Regions from separate parts of the Bos taurus genome. Here region 1 is linked to region 2. The links are chromatin contacts, called in public Hi-C maps. All regions are on one chromosome and are shown on one strand. The core of a region is the stretch at or near the end of the contact, and the rest is flanking DNA. Distances in the headings are between cores, read along the strand shown.

Region 1 (3,094 bases), core at 133-2,632, 300 kb before region 2:
GGCGAACATCTGGAACTGTGAACCGTTCTCAGAGACACAATTGGAATTTTCTATTTTTAATCCAGATGTTTGGCGTCTTGTCTACTTGGCTTAAGAGCCTGGAGAACGTCTCCCTGTGAAACTAGAGGGCGTTCTGAATGCGGTTATCTCTCAACTGTAAATCACAGTAAGTGCCAGCAGGACATGGAAACAGGCAGACGGGACACGGTGCAGATAAAGATACCAGACATTACCCTTCGGGTCTTCACGGATGGAAGTTCGGTCCTTCCCTGTAGGCGCACACTGACAGTCTCTCAGCTGCAGCAGATACACGATAAACACCAAGATTGGCGGCTTCATGTTTCCGCCGTGACTGCGAAGGAAGGATAAACCTGTATCAGATGCCTTCCGTTTAGTTTCTGTTGGCATCAGTTGAAAACACCTGGTGAGTCAAAGCATTTTTCTGTCGATTTTTCTTTATGACTTTAGACAATGCATGTTGATATAGTTGAGACATAAGGAAACTTGAAATCTAAATAAATTCTTTGAAAAGACAACCCAAGTCCCTCTTTTGTTTGCATTCTTCATGGCAGTTAAATAAGGTCTTCATCTGAAGCATTTGAAATTTAAGGCAACCAAAAGTATGGATCCCAGCCCCGCAGAATCCAAATTTCATTTTATTTCCTTGTCAACAGTAAACAACCCCAAACACAGAATTAGCTATGTCAGAGGGGATTGTTTTTTCTCCAAAATTCTCAGGCCATAAGTAATTTTTAACCTAGATGGTTCACTACTTATTTTTTTTTTATGAAAGCAAGAACCCCTCAGATTTTTCTCATATATCTTATAAACGCCATCAGATAAATGAATCCTACACAAATTTTTTTCTTCTCAGATAATAAATTTCCTTTTATACAATTAGTTGTAAACATTGCCAGTAAAAACATATGCTTTCACAGTTATATCTCTAGATTATCTTAACTCCTCCCAAAAAGGATATTTATATTTTTATATATATATTTGTTATTTTGGAATAAAAACCCAACCCTATATTATTTAATCTACATTTGGAATGTCTTTTTAAAATACTGGTAGTTACAAAGCTATCACATTTTACGTCTAGAATTATCATTTGAGCTAATTCTCTTTCTGTTAAGACCCTTTCAGTTCCGTGTTGGTCGGTCATTTGTGTACAACTGTTTGTGACCCCGTGGACTGTAGCCCGCCAGGTTCCTCTGCCCAAGGGATTCTCCAGGCAGGAATACTGGAGTCAAGAGCCATTCCCTTCTCCCGGGGATCAAGACCCTATTTACCAAATAAAATTTTAACATATTTACCACTAACTGCAGGCTCTCACCAACGAGGTTGCCACCAGCTTCTGTAAGGACCTTCACTTTCCTCTGATTTAATGTTTGTCTGTGTCAGGGATTTAATCTTGTTCTATTAATTTGATGACACAGCTCTTAATCCTATTAACCTAACATTGTGAGATTAAGGGTATGGTTTAGAATGTGGTAGGGTCTCGAAATAAACACTAGAGGGCGGGCTGTCTACACGATCAGGAACAGTGACCTTGAGCTACTTTATTTTACACAATTTTTTTTTTAATATGGAATTCTTCATACATTTGCGTGTCATCCTTGTACTGGGGCCTCTGTATTGTTCCAGTGTTTGTATCTGTGTTGCCAAAACAAGCATACACAGATATGTTTGATAAGACTCGTTAAAGCCTTAGAAATATTTTTTAATTTGAAATTTTTTCTATGTATCTTCTTACACAGGCTTCCCAGGTGGTTCAGTGGTAAAGAATCCGCCTGCCAATGCAGGAGACGCTGGTTCCATTCTTGAGTTGAGAAAGTCCCCTGGAGGAGGAAATGGCTATCCACTCCAGTATTCTTGCCTGGAAAATTCCATGGACAGTGGAGCCTGGCAGGCTACAGTCCTTGACGTTTCAAAGAGTCAGACATGACTGAGCACACGTGTATGTGCACGCGCACACACACACACACACCTCTTCGTATATAGGTCAAACAAATTTCTTTGTTGGAAATGTAAGGAACAATATGAAAAAGAGTAAGAAAATGCTTAGATAAAACATTTTGAGATAACTAATAAGGACCTACTGTATTGCACAGGGAACTCTACTCCATACTCTGTGATGACCTATATGGGAATAGAATCTGAAAAAGAGTGGGTATATGTGTACACGTAACTGATTCTCTTTGCTGTACAGCAGAAACTAACACAACATTGTAAAACAACTATACTCCAATAAAAATTAATTTTAAAAACATTCTGAGGATTATTTACATAGTTGTTTGGCATTTTAAAAAACATATGCAAACATTTTAATTAGATGAAATGATAACATCTAGCCTATAAAGAGTGTAATAGGTGAGCATTTCACTACAATATACTCATTGATTAGCTGAGCTAAAAATTCAGCAAATGATTCTTCTAAAAACAATTAGAGAGTCACCATAGCAGCTACTGTAGTCTGGGTCTCTGGCTACTGAAATCTCAAGATTGTCTTGGGGTCCCTTTTCCAAGTTTGGAGGGATTCCACTTATTGATGCTTATTGATTGGACTTATTGATCACTACTTATTAATGTGATGCTCGGTACTTTTCAGCAGGTCACACTGACTGTTCTAAACTGACTCACCTGCCTTTTGGGGCCCTTAGAAGTTGACCCTTGTGTCTGAGCAACCTGCAGTCTGGAGTTTATCTCTGCTCTGCTTGGACACGGGGATAGGGAATTATAAGACACACCAGAAGTCTTGTCCACATCTCATTTAGCTGTCTTGTGTGTGTGCTAGGTCGCTTCAGTCATGTCCAACTCTTTGTGACCCTATGGACTGTAGCCTGCCAGGCTCCTCTGTCCATGGGGATTCTCCAGGCAAGAATACTGGAGTGGGTTGCCATTTCTTACATCAGGGATCTTCCTAACCAAGCAATTGAACCCAAGTCTCCTGCACTGGCAGGCAGGTTCTTTACCACTTGAGAAGCCCTTAGCTGTCTTAACTATCTGGCAATTCTCAATATTAGTTGAAAACCTCTTAACTCTGCTAGAAAACAGATCAGCTCAAAGCAAAATCTAAACTATTATTATGTTA
Region 2 (3,235 bases), core at 550-3,049:
CTGCAGCCATGAAATTAAAAGACACTTACTCCTTGGAAGGAAAGTTATGACCAACCTAGATAGCATATTAAAAAGCAGAGACATTGCTTTGCCAACAAAGGTCCGTCTAGTTAAGGCTATATTTTTTCCAGTGGTCATGTATGGATGTGAGAGTTGGACTGTGAAGAAGGCTGAGCGCCGAAGAATTGATGCTTTTGAACTGTGGTGTTGGAGAAGACTCTTGAGAGTCCCTTGGACTGCAAGGAGATCCAACCAGTCCATCCTAAAGGAGATCAGTCCTGGGTCTTCATTGGAAGGACCGATACTGAAGCTGAAACTCCAATACTTTGGCCACCTCATGTGAAGAGTTGACTCATTGGAAAAGACTCTGATGCTGGGAGGGATTGGGGGCAGGAGGAGAAGGGGACGACAGAGATGGCTGAATGGCATCACCAACTCCATGGACATGAATTTGGGTAAACTCCGGGAGTTGGTGAGGAGAAGGGGACGACAGAGATAGCTGAATGGCATCACCAACTCCATGGACATGAGTTTGGGTAAACTCCAGGAGTTGGTGATGGACAGCGGGGCCTGGCGTGCTGGGATTCGTGGGGTCGCAAAGAGTTGGACACGACTGAGCGACTGAACTGAACTGAACAATCATCCATAATACGATAACAATCCGATTACATCAGTTACCTATTAAGTCAGTTAATACCAGTTGATTTGGGCAATTTGGCAACGTACGTTGTACAATCAAACCTGAATGATTTTATTCTGAAAAAACCTGCAACGCTCCAGGTAGCCATCACTGTTCACAATTCCCACTTAGGGACAAGATAACGCAAAGTTATATTTTTGTTAGCGTCCCGTACTCTCGCTGGATATCCACGAAGGGAACCAGGTAAAGCGCGCCAGGCTTTCATTTAGGAACACGCGCAGGTGGGTAAGAGCTGGTAGCAGGTGTTTGGGTCAGTGCTTCTTTCCCCACCGCATAATTCCAACGGAAAGACGACTGCCCCTTGGCTTCTTATTGGCCAAGTGAGCGGAGACGAGGGAGGAACCGGGCAGAAGACTAGGTCTTGCAACAGGTGCCTTAACCCTGGGACTTGGCGCCACTGGCTATCCAATCAGTGCCGAGTACTGCGTTCCTCCACAATCTTCCTCGTTCAGTAGAGCCCTCTATCTGCCAGCAAAATGAACGAATCCCCACACATTACATTGCTACACAAGCCACGCTTGCATTCATGACTTCACGCTCCTCAACAGCTCAGGGATACAAGCGTTATTTTTATTTCTCAGAAAGTGGAACTGCACCTGAGCTACAGGGCCCGTGACCTTCGAGGCAGAGGCGCGAATCCGGAGGTGGGACCACTCGTTCGGGAAGAAGGACTTTGAACCGACGGCCACTGCCGTCACCTCCCCAGCCCGGAGCTCCCGGATAAGCCGCCTGACTTGGATTCTCAGACGGCTACCACCTTCCCTTGCGGCCCATCGAGCCGTAACCAGCCGCCATTCACCCGACTTCCCAAACCAGGAGAACGCCGGCCAACAGCCCGAGCGTCCCGGCTTGTAACCCGCAGCGTGTACAGGGCGAGGCCGCGCATCTGCAGTCACCCATGGGTTGTTACCCACGAACCCGGATCGGGCGTTGAGTGGCTAACCCTGGCTCCCAAACGCCCTCCCGACCTCCGTCACAGGGAAGCTCCCTAACACCACCGGACCCGCCCCTGCGCCCACAAGCCACTCTAGCCGCGCACGGAGCCGGCACTCTCGTTGCTCCCGCCCTGACGTCATCAGCGGGCGCCGCGACGAAGTGGCGGGCACGCTCAGCCAAGAAGATGTCTCCGACGCCGCCGCTCTTCAGTTTGCCCGAAGCGCGGACGCGGTTTACTGTGAGTTGCGGAACGGTGGGCGCGGCCCCGGCCCAACGCTATTTGTTGCTCTCCTCTCCCTGAAATTACTTGAATTTTGCACTGGGGTAAAGCGGGGACAGAGGCGTTACGCCGCGGCGACGGGTTCCCGGCCCCGTCGTGGGCTGGGGAGGCGGCAAAGGCGCTTTACCTGCCTCTTCCAAGAGTCCTCTGCGGTCCGCCTCCTCCTTTCCGCCGGCGGGTCCCGGAGCCCTGCGCCCTTCGTGGAGGGCTCACCCGCAGACTACCTCCGTTTGGGTCCTGCTCCTCTGCGGTGCTCGCTTAGCCAGGCGGGTGTTTCCAGAATTGGCAGGGGGCTGCTCTAGAGGGAAGGCGGGACTGGTTTTAGTCCAGAGAACCGGCTTCCGCCCCGCCTCCTAACTGCCAGGTGGCTCTTCTCGCCGCTTATTCATCACCCTTTAACTCTTTGTATCTCACTCCTTAGAGATCGATGAGGACGGTCCTAAGTGGGGCGAGGCAAATTGATCAGCTTGGGAAGGGTTGTCATCTGTCATTTTATTCTTCCGCCTTGGGGAACAGTAATTTAAGCATTTGGGGGAAACACTTTACAGGGCTTTTTGATGTTAGCTTATTTAACTCAGAATAGCCCTGTGAAGTAGGGTGTTTAATTATCCGCAGTAGACGAGATAGAAACTGAGACAGCCCGCCCCCCAGCCCCCGCCTTTGTTGTTGTTCAGTCGCTAAGTCGTGTCCGACCCTTTGCAACCTCATGGACTGCAGCGTGCCAGTCTTTCCTGTCCTTCACCATGTCCTGGAGATTGCTCAAACTCATGTCCATTGAGTCAGTGATGCCACCCAACCATCTCATCCTCTGTCACCCACTTCTTCTGCCTTCAGTCTTGCCCAGCATCAGGGTCTTTTCCAGTGAGTCGGCTCTTCGCATCAGGTGGCCAAAGTTTGGAGCTTCAGTATCAGTCCTTCCAAAGAATATTTAGGGTTGATTTCCTTTAGGATTGACGGCTTTGATCTCCTTGCAGTCCAAGGGACTCTCCGGAGTCTTCTCCAGCACCACAGTTCGAAAACATAAAAGTTAAATGATTTGCTTCACTGTTTTTTCTGACTTCAGACTCAGTATTCTTCTTATGTTGCCCATTACCAAATGAAGAACCGTGTTCTAAGTCGTTTGACTGGATTCGTCCCTACTTTTCTATAATTCTGCGAGGAGAAACTGTTAGGTGTGTCCAAGGTCATATCAGTCCTGGAAGGGACCATTTAATAGGAGATCATCTAGCCCAATGCTTCTTGAGATTGAGCATGGGTTGGGATCACCTGGGGATCTTGTTAAATGAGATTCTGGTTCGGTAGGAATGGGGCCTGAGATT

Evidence for each region. Hi-C and Micro-C count contacts between places; a contact is called where the count stands out from the background.
Region 1: a Hi-C map of liver shows a contact between it and region 2, with 4 times the contacts expected there. The contact joins the promoter of CLUL1 here to the promoter of THOC1 in region 2. A contact is called at or near these places in 3 of 11 Hi-C or Micro-C datasets (blastocyst, liver and skeletal muscle).

What each region holds. Positions count from the first base shown.
Region 1 is chr24:35,517,264-35,520,357 of ARS-UCD2.0, reverse strand. CLUL1 (clusterin like 1) reads right to left here and starts at 1,382. Exons shown (of 8, transcript NM_001034520.1): 1 at 1,317-1,382; 2 at 234-352. The coding sequence starts at 339. It also overlaps the pseudogene LOC112444249.
Region 2 is chr24:35,221,965-35,225,199 of ARS-UCD2.0, reverse strand. It overlaps THOC1 (THO complex subunit 1), which reads left to right and starts at 1,799. Exons shown (of 21, transcript NM_001205480.2): 1 at 1,799-1,874. The coding sequence starts at 1,821. LOC101902862 (a long non-coding RNA gene) reads right to left here and starts at 2,981. Exons shown (of 3, transcript XR_239827.5): 1 at 2,044-2,981. It overlaps MIR544B-2 (microRNA mir-544b-2), which reads left to right and starts at 3,178; the gene lies at 3,178-3,235.